2 separate regions of the Bombyx mori genome follow, and region 1 is linked to region 2. Evidence: chromatin contacts called from public Hi-C data. All regions are on one chromosome and are shown on one strand. The core of a region is the stretch at or near the end of the contact, and the rest is flanking DNA. Distances in the headings are between cores, read along the strand shown.

Region 1 (4,072 bases), core at 1,050-3,549, 40 kb after region 2:
CTGACGCCTGCGCTAACGCGTTTGTATCGCCTCTCTTATTGCACTAACAGGGTTCCGTCTTCATGGAAGACTGCCCACGTCCACCCTATCCCCAAGAAGGGTGACCGGTCGGACCCATCGAGCTATAGGCCTATCGCGATAACTTCCTTGCTTTCCAAGGTGATGGAGCGAATAATTAATATACAACTCCTGAAGTATCTGGAGGATCGCCAGCTGATCAGTGACCGACAGTACGGTTTCCGTCACGGTCGCTCAGCTGGCGATCTTCTTGTATACCTTACTCACAGGTGGGCTGAAGCCTTGGAAAGCAAGGGCGAGGCTCTTGCTGTGAGCCTTGATATCGCGAAGGCCTTCGACAGGGTCTGGCATAGGGCACTTCTATCGAAGTTACCATCTTACGGAATCCCCGAGGGTCTCTGCAAGTGGATCGCTAGCTTTTTGGATGGGCGGAGCATCACGGTCGTTGTAGACGGTGACTGTTCTGATACCATGACCATTAACGCTGGCGTTCCACAAGGTTCGGTGCTCTCCCCCACGCTTTTCATCCTGTATATCAATGACATGCTGTCTATTGATGGCATGCATTGCTATGCAGATGACAGCACGGGGGATGCGCGATATATCGGCCATCAGAGTCTCTCTCGGAGCGTGGTGCAAGAGAGACGATCAAAACTTGTGTCTGAAGTGGAGAACTCTCTGGGGCGAGTCTCCGAATGGGGTGAATTGAACTTGGTTCAATTCAACCCGATAAAGACACAAGTTTGCGCGTTCACTGCGAAGAAGGACCCCTTTGTCATGGCGCCGCAATTCCAAGGAGTATCCCTGCAACCTTCCGAGAGTATCGGGATACTTGGGGTCGACATTTCGAGCGATGTCCAGTTTCGGAGTCATTTGGAAGGCAAAGCCAAGTTGGCGTCCAAAATGCTGGGAGTCCTCAACAGAGCGAAGCGGTACTTCACGCCTGGACAAAGACTTTTGCTTTATAAAGCACAAGTCCGGCCTCGCATGGAGTACTGCTCCCATCTCTGGGCTGGGGCTCCCAAATACCAGCTTCTTCCATTTGACTCCATACAGAGGAGGGCCGTTCGGATTGTCGATAATCCCATTCTCTCGGATCGTTTGGAGCCTCTGGGTCTGCGGAGGGACTTCGGTTCCCTCTGTATTTTGTACCGTATGTTCCATGGGGAGTGCTCTGAGGAATTGTTCGAGATGATACCAGCATCTCGTTTTTACCATCGCACCGCCCGCCACCGGAGTAGAGTTCATCCATACTACCTGGAGCCACTGCGGTCATCCACAGTGCGTTTCCAGAGATCTTTTTTGCCACGTACCATCCGGCTATGGAATGAGCTCCCCTCCACGGTGTTTCCCGAGCGCTATGACATGTCCTTCTTCAAACGAGGCTTGTGGAGAGTATTAAGCGGTAGGCAGCGGCTTGGCTCTGCCCCTGGCATTGCTGAAGTCCATGGGCGACGGTAACCACTCACCATCAGGTGGGCCGTATGCCCGTCTGCCTACAAAGGCAATAAAAAAAAAAAAAAAAAAAAAAAAAAAAAAGCACTCTATCTCGCTCACACCCGCTTGAACAGTTGCTACCTCGCGCTCGCACCTACAGCGGGCTCTCAATGTGTCTGGCAAGATGTAAGAACCATTAAAACTGTCCGGCTATTGGGGTAACATATTTTTATAAGTCCCTAAGTAACATATATAAAATTTAGCTTTTAAAGTATAACGAAAGTATAATTAAAATTTATTAAAGTTTAGGGGTGTCTGGCAGGGGGTAACAACTGGAAAAAGTGTCCGGCAACGGATATCGTGATTTCTAAAGATATTCTGGAGTAAATATTTAAAAAAAAAAACCTTTATACTTTAACGAATTTAAGGTACTATTTTATATACCTTTACTGCCTGTTACCTGCCCAAGTAACCACAATCGAAACTCTATAATCGCGGGTCGTTCTTACCTGTGTTGGAGACATACACAGAGAAACTTTCAGCTTTTATAACGAAGGTCTGGCTGTCGCGGGCTCTTGCTCTATAACGAAGGATTCTGAAGTATACGTCTATTCTTACTATAATTAATTTAATTGAATTGCGTTCAGTGGTATGGTCGTGCAAATGTATCAGACAGACAGCGAGGGTCCGTCGACCTTTTCCTAGCACCAATCTTAAGGGCTTAAGTCAGATTCTCTTCCATTGCACTCAATATTAATTAAGTAACAATGTTCTAGACATCGACTGCTGAGTCGGCTCGGCGTGTGCCTGCTGGCGCCGTCGGCGTCAGCGACTCGCGCGTACAAGGCCACCAGTGCCGAGGTGTTCGGTTCGAAGCCGGACGAGGACGATGGAGGGACCGCTCCTCCCACCCCCGACCAGCTGCCCAAACTCGCGGTCAGATTGTATCCCAAATACGAGAAGTTTTTTGATATAGAACTGGACATGGTGACAAATGTGTCGGTCTGATGTGGACCAGAGATAACCGGCTGATTCTCCGGAGGATCCATCGGGTCTCCGCAGAGGAGCAGCATTTGTGATGCCTTTGGAATTTCAATCTTAAGGTCGACTCTGGTGGTCCCCTGTAGAGTCACGCCAACACACACAACAAGCTTAATGTATGTCTTACTTTTCGCAAAAAATCTCGAGAATGTATTCTTGAAAAAAAAAAACCTGATTAGTTAATAAAAATAGTCTTTCTAATAGTACGTAAAAATATTTGTGTTTTTTGTTCGATGTGAACTTGTTGATTGAAACTTTCACTCCGGGAGGGGAGGGGTTGCGATATAGCACCATGTCTACGCAATGCTGAGTGTAGGTTTCTTTGAATATTATACCTCATTCTCTTCGGTCTCTTGCCTTTGCATCCAATCCCTAACCAGCCATTTCGATCAGGCACGACGGCATATGTGGAAGGCCCCATGACCATAAAACAAACGTGTGCTCTTCCTATAGGTTTAACTACGTTCTGAGACAATCACACTTTGATCAGGTTTCTTTGTAATGTAATATCGCGCATCAGGATTTAGAATCAACTACCAATTTGAGATGTGTGAGATGCGATATTGAAATACATACCGTTTGTTGTAAAATGTAGCGTATTGAAATCAGCGTAGATCAATTTGGATCAAGTTAAGTTGATTAAATAGATATAAAAAAAATTATCTGAATATGTTTAAATAGTTAAAAAAAAACAAATATATAAATAAAAAAAACAATACGTCTTTGGATCATAATTTTGTAAATATTATCTCTCATCTACTTAGTATAAGAAGGCTAAGAACTCTATAACGTTTATATGACATTAAGAATAGTTTTGTATGTAAAGTTTTAGCTCTTTTAAAAGCGTAAGAATTCTAGAGGACTTTTAACGGATAGTAAAACAGAATGTAAGGTACAGCATGCACATATTGGGACTGAGGTTTGATTAAAAATTTAAACTTTAAATTACTTATAAAGAACTGCTGTGATGTACTATGTGTTTAAGTAAGTGGACTTAATCATAAATTTGGGTGTAATTATAAAAAAAAATCGACTTCCAATGCACCGAAACAAATTTAATGCTGGCATGCATAAATAACGACCTAGATTGGTGTTGTCGGTATATAAAACGATACATTTTCTACCAAATAATAGAAATTTTTTATTTTTACTTTTTATGACGCCAGCGAAATGTGTTTTATGTTACATATTATGTATGAAATGAAAACTAGTCTATTCGAAAAATGCTCAATATTTTTTTACTTAGGTACATATTAGTTTAATATTTAATTCGTAAAACTGAAGATATTAAATGTAAAGAGTATGTATAATCAAAATATTGAAGTCTCTTATGTATTGTGTATTGTACTCCCCATATTTCATACATAATATTATTATTTTTTTCATTCTTGCCACATTCATTTTCTCTAATAACTCTATACTGACTTTTTTGGCGAGAACGCGAGGAGTGAACTGTTGTGTGATTTGTTTTATTTTGTCTATTTAGTGCTTCTTCAGGTTTAAATGTGTAGTAACGGTTGTTTATTAGCTGTTTAATATCTGTGAAAGTGCACAAATGTGGGAAAATGAAACAAAG
Region 2 (4,067 bases), core at 1,488-3,987:
GCAATAAAAAAATATATATATGGCATTTAAGTGTAAACGTATTCTAGAAATACTTTTAAGATAAGATTTATTTTCATAATCAATCTGAAAATTATAATGCGAGGGGCGAAAGGCTATTTGTTTTAAGCGACATTTCGCTTTTTACGCGATGTTTATCTTTGTAATAATTAAAGGTGCATTTTATTTGGTATAAGCATAAACCGTTTGATGTTTTTAATTGAAATTCAATTAAGTTTACTCTGTTCAAACAGCTGGAGATGTTTTTTTTTTGTGATGGTATTATTTCCAAATAATAAACTTTAAATGGCCCCTGCAAAGTTGCAATAATGTCGCTTAAACCAAATAGCCTTTCACCTCTTGCATGGTTGATATCACACGAAAATGAGATGATAGAAGCAATGCTAGTATTCTTGTGGATTAACAGCTGTTATTTTATTTTTTTACAGACAATCTCATTCAGTTGAATGGGCGTCATCTTTCATAAACTTGGCAGTTCAGGACAGTGTGTCGGCTGCACAGATGATCGCCCTCCTGGACATCCTGCTTGCTCTGCCGAAGGCCACTCCGGAGCCTGCTTTGGAATGTACTGAGGGTACGCTTTTGGCATGGTTTCAAGTTTTTTTTTAATTGCTTATATGGGTGGACGAGCTCACAGCCCACCTGGTGTTAAGTGGTTACTGGAGCCCAGAGACATCTACAACGTAAATGCGCCACCCACCTTAAGATATAAGTTCTAAGGTCTCAAGTATAGTTACAACAACGCATTACTGCTTCACGGTAGAAATAGACAGGGTGGTGATACCTACCCGTGCGGACTCGCAAGAGGTCCTACCACCAGTGGTTTCAAGTATTCGTGACTTTGAAAGTTTTTTTACCATATTTGTTATTTGCAACATTGTCATTCTTTTAAGTAAAATGTTTAGCCATTTATTCCAAAATAATATCTTATATACACATGTTTCATCAAAGTCAGGGCCAGACTTGTTTTAAAAAATGCATTTCAAAGCTTGATTAAGATAAATATGATCAGTATTATGTTCCACTGATGTGAAAAAATCAAGGCTCGTCATGGAAGCTTCACTCGGAATAATTGTAATTAATACGTTTTTATTAGCTTCAGACGTATGTTTGTTAGTATGTAATGGAATCTTTGAACATGATTTTGACCCCCTTCAAAACGTCGAATTAACTCAAAATTTGATATACTTATTAAGCACCGACGACAATTCAATATTTAAAAAAAATATTGAAAAAATTGAAATTCAACTGAAAAATTAATAATAAATTAGTTTAAAAAAAAAAGATTTTTTTAAAACAAAATCATTTTTTCTTATACTTTTTTTTATTCAAATTTATTAAGATTTATTTTTTATTTTTGAGTGGGAATTTCTATAAAAGCGTTTTTTTTTTAACAGTTATTTATTTTATTTTTATTATCAGAGAGCGAAGATGCTTGGGAGGAAGTGGACAAACATGGCGCCGGTGGTGCGGTCAGCGAGGGTAAGATGCGGGAAAAGGATATGTTGTCACTCCTGAACGCCTTCCCTCTGAGAGACCTGGTTGCAAGGCTGGTGGCCATTACACACGCGGTAAGTAATTGTTTATTGAAATTAAATATTATCACATAATTTAATTAGTACTTTCATACAAAATAGTGAATAGTGATTCGTAATTAATTATAATTCGTTAGTAAAAGTATAATGTAAATTGAGTAGTATGAAGGTTAATTATTGTAATTGTTTAGGATATAAAACAAGTCCGCGAATCGGAGTGGGTGGATCGCGGCGGCGGCGGAGCGGTGCTGCGCGCGTGTGCGGGCGTGCGCACGTGGCTGCACGTGCTGCGCCGCGCCGCCGCCCGGCACGTGCACTACACGCGCCTGCGGGCGGCTCTGGCGCACCTCGCCCGCGCCGCCATGACCGCCCTCTGCTCGCTGCACATGCGCTCTAGGTTATTATATTGTTTCGTGATCTTGAACATTTTCATTGTTTTTGTTTCTCAACAAATGTAGTGAAAAAAAAAATCATCTGGTATATGATATTATTGTTCTTTTAAAAAGGTAACTCTAAGATGGATAGTAGATAGAATTCTGTAAGTATTTGAAGGGTTTCAAGAACGGTTTGCCGCGTGCCTCACGCACTAAAAAAATACCTTCATAAACTATAACAGTAGTGGTATAAAAAAACACAATTTCGTCTACTTTAATGTTTGTGATATTTGTTTTTTATTGCGTATAGCGACCCGCCCTCGCTTCGCTTCGGAAACATTAAAACACACATGAAACCAAAAAAAAAAAAAATTAAAAAAGTAGCCTATGTTCATCAGGGACAATGTCGGCTTCTAATGGATAAAGAATTTTTCAAATCGGTCCAGTAGTTTCGGAGCCTATTCGAAACAAACAAACAAACAAATCTTTCCTCTTTATAATATTAGTATAGATACTAGGTGCATCACAACATGAATACCCCAACCCACCGACTTTGATTGTTGATTGCTCTAATGGCGAATTTATATACGCGGTTTTGGTATCTACATGTGCGAGCTTGTAGCACGCCCTACCACCAGTGAATCGATTATTCTATCGATTCGATTCGATTTCTAACGATTTAATGTAATGTGTATACAGACACCTATATCGGGATGAGTTGAAAGAAAAAATCGATGCCGAGCTGGAGGCGGTGTTCGCAGAGGGGGTGAGCATGTCCAGCGCGTCGGAGCTGCCCGCGCTGCCCGCCGCGCTGCTGGGCCGCCGCGGGGCCATGGACTACTGCGTGTGCCACGCCGTCTCTCTGCACGGTCAGCACGGACTCATGGAATTTTTTTTTTTTTTTTGGCTTAGTTGATTGTAGATCTCACAGCCCACCTGGTGTTAAGTGGTTACTGGAGCCCATAGACATCTACAACGTAAATGCGCCACTCACCTTGAGATATAAGTTCTGAGTTCTTAGTATAGTTACAGCGGCCACCCCACCCTTCAAACCGAAACGCATTACTGCTTCGCGGTAGAAATAGGCAGGGTGGTGGTACCTACCCGTGCGGACTCACAAGAGGTCCTACCATCAGTAATTATGTAAATTATAATTTTGCGGGTTTGATTTTTATTACACAATGTTATTCCTTCACCGTGGAAGTCAATCGTGAACATTTGTTAGTACGTATTTCATTAGAAAAATTGATACTCGCCTGCGGGATTTGAACACCGGTGCATCGCTAGATCTAGATGCACTGGACGTCTTATCCTTTAGGCCACGACGACTTCAAATCTTCGACTTTTGTATGAGCCGAAGTGGAAAATTCCTTAGGGCCGTTATGTTTAATACCCCCTCCCCCTGTAAACACAACGTATGATTATTTCGCGGCAAAAATAGCTATAGCGCTCATATGTCTATTTAGTTTCGTATTTCGTCCTACCATCTTGAGACATGAGGTCGAATTCTCAATTGTGATGTTCATCTGTGTGCTTCTCGATCGGGGAAAAGTTAAGTCAAGTATGGAGTTGGAACAGCGCCCCTAGCGACAAACTTAGATAAAAGTAGACATGCCAAGTTCTAATTCGTTGAGTTTGTGTCTTAACATATCGACGCTTGAAAGGCAAACGTGACTAAGCGACAATGCGTGAACTTTACAGTAGACTAATTTAAAGTCGAAATACCTGAAAAAAAAATCTATTTTAACGAATCTAGCTGTAGGATTGAAATGATTTTAATAGACCTAGAAAAAAATTTTTTTTGTGCATCGAATATGGTTATTGCCTGTCATTTATGTATAAAGCAGTTATTGTCGCTTAGTCACGTTTGCCTTTCAAGCGTCGATATGCATTTGCTCATTACAATGTTTTTCGTTTCAGCCGTGAAACCGAAACCTCTCGAGTCGTTGTCGATGGAGTTGCCGGTGTTGCCATGCGAGAGTCGAGTCAAGATAATAGCGCACGCGGCAATAAACCGCGCACACGACGAGCAACTCGCAAAATTCGTGCTAGAGTTTTTAATTCAGGTAAGTGCGTCAGTGGTGAAAGACGTTTGAATTCTGAGACTGACCTCTGTCGAATTACAATGGTTGTAATTCGA

The links. Hi-C and Micro-C count contacts between places; a contact is called where the count stands out from the background.
Region 1: a contact with region 2 is called in a Hi-C map of whole pupa, with 2.3 times the contacts expected there. The contact joins two enhancer-like sites. A contact is called at or near these places in 2 of 7 Hi-C or Micro-C datasets (both in whole pupa).

Annotation. Positions count from the first base shown.
Region 1 is chr6:2,552,287-2,556,358 of ASM3026992v2, forward strand. It overlaps LOC110385041, which reads left to right. Exons shown (of 38, transcript XM_038011527.2): 38 at 2,232-4,072. The coding sequence ends at 2,463. Among protein-coding and RNA genes, the nearest start is that of LOC101737483, 7.8 kb to the right of the region's middle. Within about 2 kb of position 2,300, at least 1 of the 8 cell types and tissues checked has open chromatin away from gene starts, as enhancers often do.
Region 2 is chr6:2,512,019-2,516,085 of ASM3026992v2, forward strand. LOC110385041 reads left to right here. Exons shown (of 38, transcript XM_038011527.2): 5 at 447-592; 6 at 1,441-1,589; 7 at 1,745-1,950; 8 at 2,627-2,796; 9 at 3,848-3,993. Among protein-coding and RNA genes, the nearest start is that of LOC134199026, 4.3 kb to the left of the region's middle. Within about 2 kb of position 2,738, at least 2 of the 8 cell types and tissues checked have open chromatin away from gene starts, as enhancers often do.